2 separate regions of the Ovis aries genome follow, and region 2 is linked to region 1. A link is a contact called in public Hi-C data. All regions are on one chromosome and are shown on one strand. Each heading gives the region's core, a stretch centred on a gene start, on an enhancer-like site or on the middle of the called end of the contact. The rest is flanking DNA. Distances are from core to core; before and after follow the strand shown.

Region 1 (3,448 bases), core at 782-3,281:
GGCCATACAGCCAGGTTTTTACAAGTTAACACTGCTCTGTTTCCCCAATTCTCTGCAGTTTTCTAACAGGATTGGGGTGTCCAAACTGCATCGAGTATTTCACCTCCCAGGGCTTACAGAGCATTTACCACCTACAGAACCTGACGATAGAGGTAACTGCCCAGTGGGGCAGGCATGGAGAACCCACCCCCAGACCAGCGTGGGCCCTGTCTGCAGGCCAGGGAACTTTCTCCTCTTGCGGTGCAGTCCCTCCATTTCCCGTCTAACCATGTAAGGGGGGCTGGGGAGTTTGGAAAACACTTCTTCCTGCAAGTAGCCAAATCTACTTGCTTACACCCAGCATCATGTGGCTGGAAAGGACTTGCCCCGAGTCCCTCATCTGGACTTGAGTCTCTGTCCTGTGGCCTTTGATCTGGGGGTGGGCTGTCTCCAAGGCATGATGAATTCCAGAAGGGGAAGTCCAGGAGGGATCTGCTGCTGGTTTAGCTCAGCACTGTTTACACGGGGGGAACTGAGGCCCAAACCGCTCGCCATGCACCCATAGCAGCTGAATGTCTGGTCCCAGGTGTGCAGGGCTAGAAGTGCCCCACCCTTGGCATCCTGACCCCTGACCCACAGACAGAAGCTGGTCTTTGGGTTAAACCACAGTCCCAGCAACAAGCACTCATGGGGCTTCCCAGGTGACTCTAGTGGCAAAGAATCCATCTGCCAATGCAGGAGATACAAGAGACACGGGTTCAGTTCCTGGGTCAGGAAGATCCCCTGGAGGAGGGAATGGCAACTCACTCCAGTATTCTTGCCTGGAGAATCCCATGGACAGAGGAGCCTGGAGGGCTGCGGTCCATGGCGTCGTAGAGTCAGACACGACTGAAGTGACTTAGCACAGTGTACAGCCTGAAGTTGTCTTGAGTGTAATGACTGTTAGCTGGAGGCCAGGAGACACAGCTGTTGGGCCAGATCCCAGGGCTCCAACTCAGTGGCCTGGAGCCTCTGTTGGTCCTGCTCCAGAGTCGACCCTGGGACAGAGGCCCGCTCCCTGGCCAAAGGATGCGGGTTTGCCAGAGGGAGCGGGGCCAGTGGCTCAGAGGGCAGCCTTGTCCTCTGTCCACTATCTTCTCTGATCTGTCCCTGGTAGCCCCACTGGACTAGCTCAAGGCCTGTTAACCCTGCCTCACCAGTTGATGCGTTGCTTGCGGGGGTGGAAGGAAATGGGGTGACAGGAACCTGAGGCTCTGCTTTGTCCTGAAGGGTGGGACCCGGCCCTAAGGCTGGGAGGCAGGGGTCCTCCAGCACCTGGCGTGGGGGGACCCCATCTGTTTCTCTGACTGTGATCAGAGTAACCAGGCCCTATGCAGCTCCCATGACCTCAGCACCCCACTCCTACCCATGTCATTTCTTGTCTCTCCTGTCCTGTCGAGGGCAGAATTGGGTGTGGCCAGACCACCTGGCACAGGGGCATCCGGCACTGTCTACTTCTGTGCCCCCACCCCTGCCCCCCTACAATGGGGGCTCCTCCCCTCCCTCCTGGTCCCCCAGCGGCTGTGCAGGGCAGGTGATGTCCCTAGTGGGGGGAGGGCAGAGCCTGACAGCTGCTCCTGCAGGACCTGGGGACCCTGAAGATCCCCGACCAGTACCGCATGACCATCTGGAGGGGCCTCCAGGACCTGAAGCAGAGCCACGACTATGGCGCCCAGCAGCTGATCCGCTCCAGCAGCAACGCGGCCACCATCGCCATCGGGGGCTCGGGGGAACTTCAGCGCCAGCGGGTCATGGAGGCTGTGCACTTCCGCGTGCGCCACACCATCACCATCCCCAACCGCGGGGGCCCCGCCGGGGGCGCGGGGCCCGACGAGTGGGCCGACTTCGGCTTCGACCTCCCAGACTGCAAGTCCCGCAAACAGTCAATTAAAGAGGAGTTCACGGAGAGCGAGGCCAACTGAGTAGGGAGGACACGGCCAGAACCCCTACCCCCGTGCTATCGACGCGGAGAGCGGAGAGGGCGGAGTCTCAGCGGAGAGGGTGGAGTCTCCGGGCTGGCGGCCCAGGAAGCCTAGCTGGATGGCTGCTTCCTCCCAGTCACCAACTGGCCTGGGAGGCAGGACTCCTGGGCTGCGCCGGTGAAGTGGGGAGGCCCTCGGAGCTGTGCTGAGGATGCGCATCCAGGGTCCGTCCTCTTGGGGGCTCACCTTCCCTGCCTCTCCTTCCTGGGGGTCTCTGCTGACAACTGCCAAAAAGTGTTTTTCGATGTCTCTGGCTCTGGGTAGGGATGAGGGGCTCTGTGCTTGTCCCTAACACGTTTGTTCTCCAGTCCAGTCTCCAGACTACTTCTCTGCCCGAGGCTGGTCCCTCTGCTGGTCTTGAGGGTCGGTCTGTCCCTTGCACCCTTGTCCACTGGTGTCAAACCCGCTGCGGCCACCTCCCACTTCCTGCCCCGAACAAAATCCCAAGTTTCACTGGAATTGGGAAGACTGGCCCCTCCTGGGAGGCAAGGAAACTTTGGGTGAATGGCCTGCATCCAGCCCCCATGCCAACACTTCTGGCCACAGTGCCCTTCCTCCAGTGGCCCCCTGAGCATAGACACGGACACAGTTTCCTCAGACCACTGGGAATTGTCAACATTTGATAAAATGATGCCCTTTTTCTACATGTGGGTGAGCCTTTTCTTTTTTTTTAACTTTTGTTCTGAATGTGTGTGTAAACAAGATGGGCTAAGAAAGGGGCCAGCCAGGTGGGATCCATAGCAGGCAGGGGTCGGTCACTTGCTCCTCCATTCGGGAATGGGAGAACAGAGCCGGCTGTAGCCACGGCCCCACCCTTCTCCCTGGGAGGCTGTGTTCTGTGTGGGAGGGGCCCTCTGTCTTCACAGTGCTGAGGCCAGTGGAGGGGGTCCTGGCCTCTATGGGCAGCTTGAGGAGCGGGCTGGGAGAGACAGCGTCTGCAGCCCCCAGGGCAATGGGACCAGTTCTGTCTGCAGAGAGCCTTCTGAGCCAGAAGCAGGACCACAGGGGTCGTGGGCGAGGGGATGAGGCAGGAGGGATGCAGGGAAGCCTGACTCCTGTGTAAGCTGAGACATCACCTTGTACTTTCCTAACACCTGTCTGTCCCTCACTCTGCATGGTTCCCCATGGTTAGTCGGTCATCAGCTGAGCCCTCCTGTCTCTAAATCATGGGGAAGTGCAAGGCTCCCAGACCAGGGGCTGATGCGGACAGAGCCCTAACTGCTCTTTGGGTTCTTTCCCTTGCCATAATCCCCACCCTGCCCCCAGCCCTGGGAAGTTAGGAAGCAGCAGACTGTGATCACTCAGGTCCACTCTGAAGCCAGGCTCTCAGTCCTGGGGTTCAAGTGCCAGTTCCTGTGTTCCGTTCCCAGGCTCTTCAGAGGAGGGCACTGGGTGGGGGTAGGGGGCACCAGGGGGTGGGGTGGGAGGGGTGGGGTGTCTGCTGTACT
Region 2 (3,135 bases), core at 434-2,933, 91 kb before region 1:
ACTCCCCTTAACCTCCAGAGACGCCCTGAGAAGGCAGGCCAGCCGCCCCGGAATCCTCCACGAAAGCCCAGGAGTGCACCTGAGTCTGCAGAGGCAGGAGAGCCATGGCCGACCAGCTATGCCAGCTATGCAGCCCCAGGGCTCCTGAGCGGCACTCTCCACTTCTCCAGCTGCAGCACATGTACAAGAGAGGGGTTACCTCCCCGGGCTCTTGTGAAATTCAAAGGATTGTGAATTGGGGGGTTATAAACCCCAAAGCGCAGTCATATGCCAAGGGCTGGTTTCTTGAAATTTCCTAATAGGATATGCGCATGTGCACACGAGCACACACACACACACACACACACACACACACACAGAGGATGACCTAACAAACACAAGTGAATTATACACAGGACACACGCACAGTAGGTGACTGGATGACACCGCAAAGAACTAGCAGTGAATGTAGTTAATGGCAGCGCCTCCTTGGGAGGGGGCGCTAAACCCCGATATCAGAGGATGGACACAGCAGGACTGAGGCAAGAAGCCTTTGGGGGTGGGGGGAGTAGCTGGAACTGTGACTACAGGCAGTGGAAGGACAAAATGACCAACCAGGTCAGGATCACAGGAGCTGCTGTAAACTGTCAAGGCTGCAGCCCTTGGGTTTCCAAGACTAAGGGGCAAGGTGGATGTAGATGAGGTTGCCTTGGCGCTTGTAGGCGCCAAGACCGGGGAGCTGAGGTACCTGGCAGGGACTGCGGATGCCCAGGGTGCCGCTAGCCGCAGGCAAGATCAATCAGGGCAAGAACACATCTAACTCTCGGGAGGACAAGCGCAGAGCGACAGCAATGAACCCTGGTTCGGCCCTAAATGGAGTGACGACGCCCGGTGCCTCCACATTGTTCCCTTCCGTGGTGCAGGGTCGGAGCTCTGCTTCCCAGGCCGCCGGGAGCACGCCTGCATTTAACACAGAGCTGGGGGCCATGTCCACGCTGCCGCATCCCTGAACCCGCGGTCAGAAAGACGGAGGCGCTCAGGAAGGGGCTCTGCTCCGCCGGCCTCCTCTCCTTCAGTCCCCGAAGCCCGCGCTCCCCCTGCTGTGCAATGCGGACCCCTGAGAGGGGCAGAACTAATCCAGGGGATGGTCACCACGGGCGGGGGCGCGTCCAGGCGGCAGTCACCCCGGGCAGGAGGTGTGACCAGGGAAGCGGTCTTCCCCATCAGGGGTCCGCATCCAGGGGGCGGTCGTCCAGGGCGTAAGGCGCGTCCAGAGAAGTTATCAGCTCTAGCGGGGGGCGCGTCCAGGGGCCGTCACTCTGGGCAAGGACCGGAGTCCCTCCCCGGAGGTCCGCTGCACTTCAGTCGAACATGAATAGAGAAGCGTCGACCGGGTGCGGTAAGGACCTGACTACCCTCTCCTCGCCGGCCCCCCGCGTCGCCTTGGCAACCGGCCTAGGCCCCCGCCCTTTCCCGGTAGCGTAAACAGGAAGTGGGCGTGAGCGCGGGGTGCGCTTCCGGCGCAGTGAGGGGCGGGAGCGATTGTGAACGGCGACCAGCAGGACCAATCGTGGAAGAAATCTGAGGGAAGAGCCAATCGTCAGTCCCGGAGCGGGCGGGAGGGACTCGAGACTGAGGCGGGACTGGCGAAGCGGAGCCAATCGCGGCGGGCCGCGGTGCGGAGCGGGCCCTGGGGCGGGGCCGAGGGTCTGGCGTAGGTGGAGGTGGAGGCGGCAGCAGCGGCGGCGGCTGCTATTGCGGCCGCGTCGGGCCGGTCCGGGTTCGCTCGGCTGCGGGCGCGGTGATGCTGCAGCTGCGGGACTCGGTGGACTCGGCGGGCACGAGCCCCACGGCGCTGCTGGCCGCCGGCGAGGAGGTCGGGCCGGGTAGTGGCGGCGGCGGCGGTGGCGGGGGGCGTCCGGGGGCGGGCACGCCGCTGCGACAGACGCTGTGGCCGCTCAGCGTCCACGACCCCACGCGCCGCGCCCGCGTCAAGGAGTATTTCGTGTTCCGGGTGAGGCTGGGGGTGGGGGCGGGGGCGGGAGAACGCGTGGGCCTGTGGGGCCGGGGGCGGGGCGGGGCGGGCGAGCGGGCGTGAGCCTGTGGGGCCGGGGGCGGGGCGGGGCGGGGCAGGCGGGCGGGCGGGACCTGTGGCGACCTCCGCCCCGGCTCCGCCCGCTCCGCGCAGCCCGGCACCATCGAGCAGGCGGTGGAGGAGATCCGCGTAGTGGTCCGGCCCGTGGAGGACGGAGACATCCAGGGGGTGTGGCTGCTGACCGAGTAAGGGGGCGCGCCCTGGGGAGGGGCCCGGGCACTTGTGCGCGCCGCAGGGCCGAGTGACCGCTGCCGCCCGTAGGGTTGATCACTGGAACAACGAAAAGGAGCGGCTGGTGCTCATCACCGACCAGGCGCTCCTCATCTGCAAATACGACTTCATCAGCCTGCAGTGCCAGCAGGTGGTCAGGGTCGCCTTAAACGCGGTGGATACCATCTCCTACGGAGAATTCCAATTTCCCCCGAAGTCGCTCAACAAGTAAGTCTTCAAACAACCCTTCCAAAACCAGCCCCCAGTGGACGTCTTGCTTTAATATCAGTAGAGTTTAGAATAGACCCGGGTGACTTCTGCTCAGCAGGGTGCATTAAAAGGCATTTTGGCTCAAGAGACAGCTATTAGGCTGGTAGTAAATGAATTCAGGGTACGTTAACATAGGCCTGACACAGGTATTTTTCAGATAAGAGTGAACTCAGCACTTTATCCCTGCCAAGAAAGGATTGGCAGCTGTCATGTCAAACCCTGTTGTGGTTAATTTTTAAAAGAAAAAGGTAGCACATCGCTTTGGTTTATAGATATTATTGAAGATTAAATTTGGAATGTTTAATGGCCAACTTTCAAGAGCTGATCTTCAACTGTTAGGGAGCTTTCTGAATTATGAGAAACCTAGACATGAATATACTCAGTTGAATTAAACGGTAAATTTTAGGGTTTTGATGTGGAGATTTGGGTAGGAAATTCAGGAAGATAAGTTCAAAATTCTAAACAACAATAAAATATTCTGGAAAAAAGGATTTGAAGTTGGAAAAGTATTATTTGTTTAGTTAGAGCACTACATGTTAAAGTTTATTAACCGTGTAAAGATTAGCTTAACTAAGTGTACT

What was found. Hi-C and Micro-C count contacts between places; a contact is called where the count stands out from the background.
Region 2: a Hi-C map of blood shows a contact between it and region 1, with 4 times the contacts expected there. The contact joins the promoter of TPRG1L here to the enhancer-like site in region 1. A contact is called at or near these places in 10 of 16 Hi-C or Micro-C datasets (blood, hypothalamus, liver and 3 more).

What each region holds. Positions count from the first base shown.
Region 1 is chr12:48,716,679-48,720,126 of ARS-UI_Ramb_v3.0, reverse strand. It overlaps TP73 (tumor protein p73), which reads left to right. Exons shown (of 13, transcript XM_027975730.2): 12 at 59-152; 13 at 1,602-2,644. The coding sequence ends at 1,940. Among named protein-coding and RNA genes, the nearest start is that of CCDC27, 18 kb to the right of the region's middle. Within about 2 kb of position 2,031, at least 8 of the 54 cell types and tissues checked have an H3K27ac peak or open chromatin away from gene starts, as enhancers often do. A contact at or near this core is called in liver, where this site is marked.
Region 2 is chr12:48,807,482-48,810,616 of ARS-UI_Ramb_v3.0, reverse strand. It overlaps TPRG1L (tumor protein p63 regulated 1 like), which reads left to right and starts at 1,683. Exons shown (of 5, transcript XM_015099263.4): 1 at 1,683-1,993; 2 at 2,168-2,259; 3 at 2,336-2,512. The coding sequence starts at 1,784.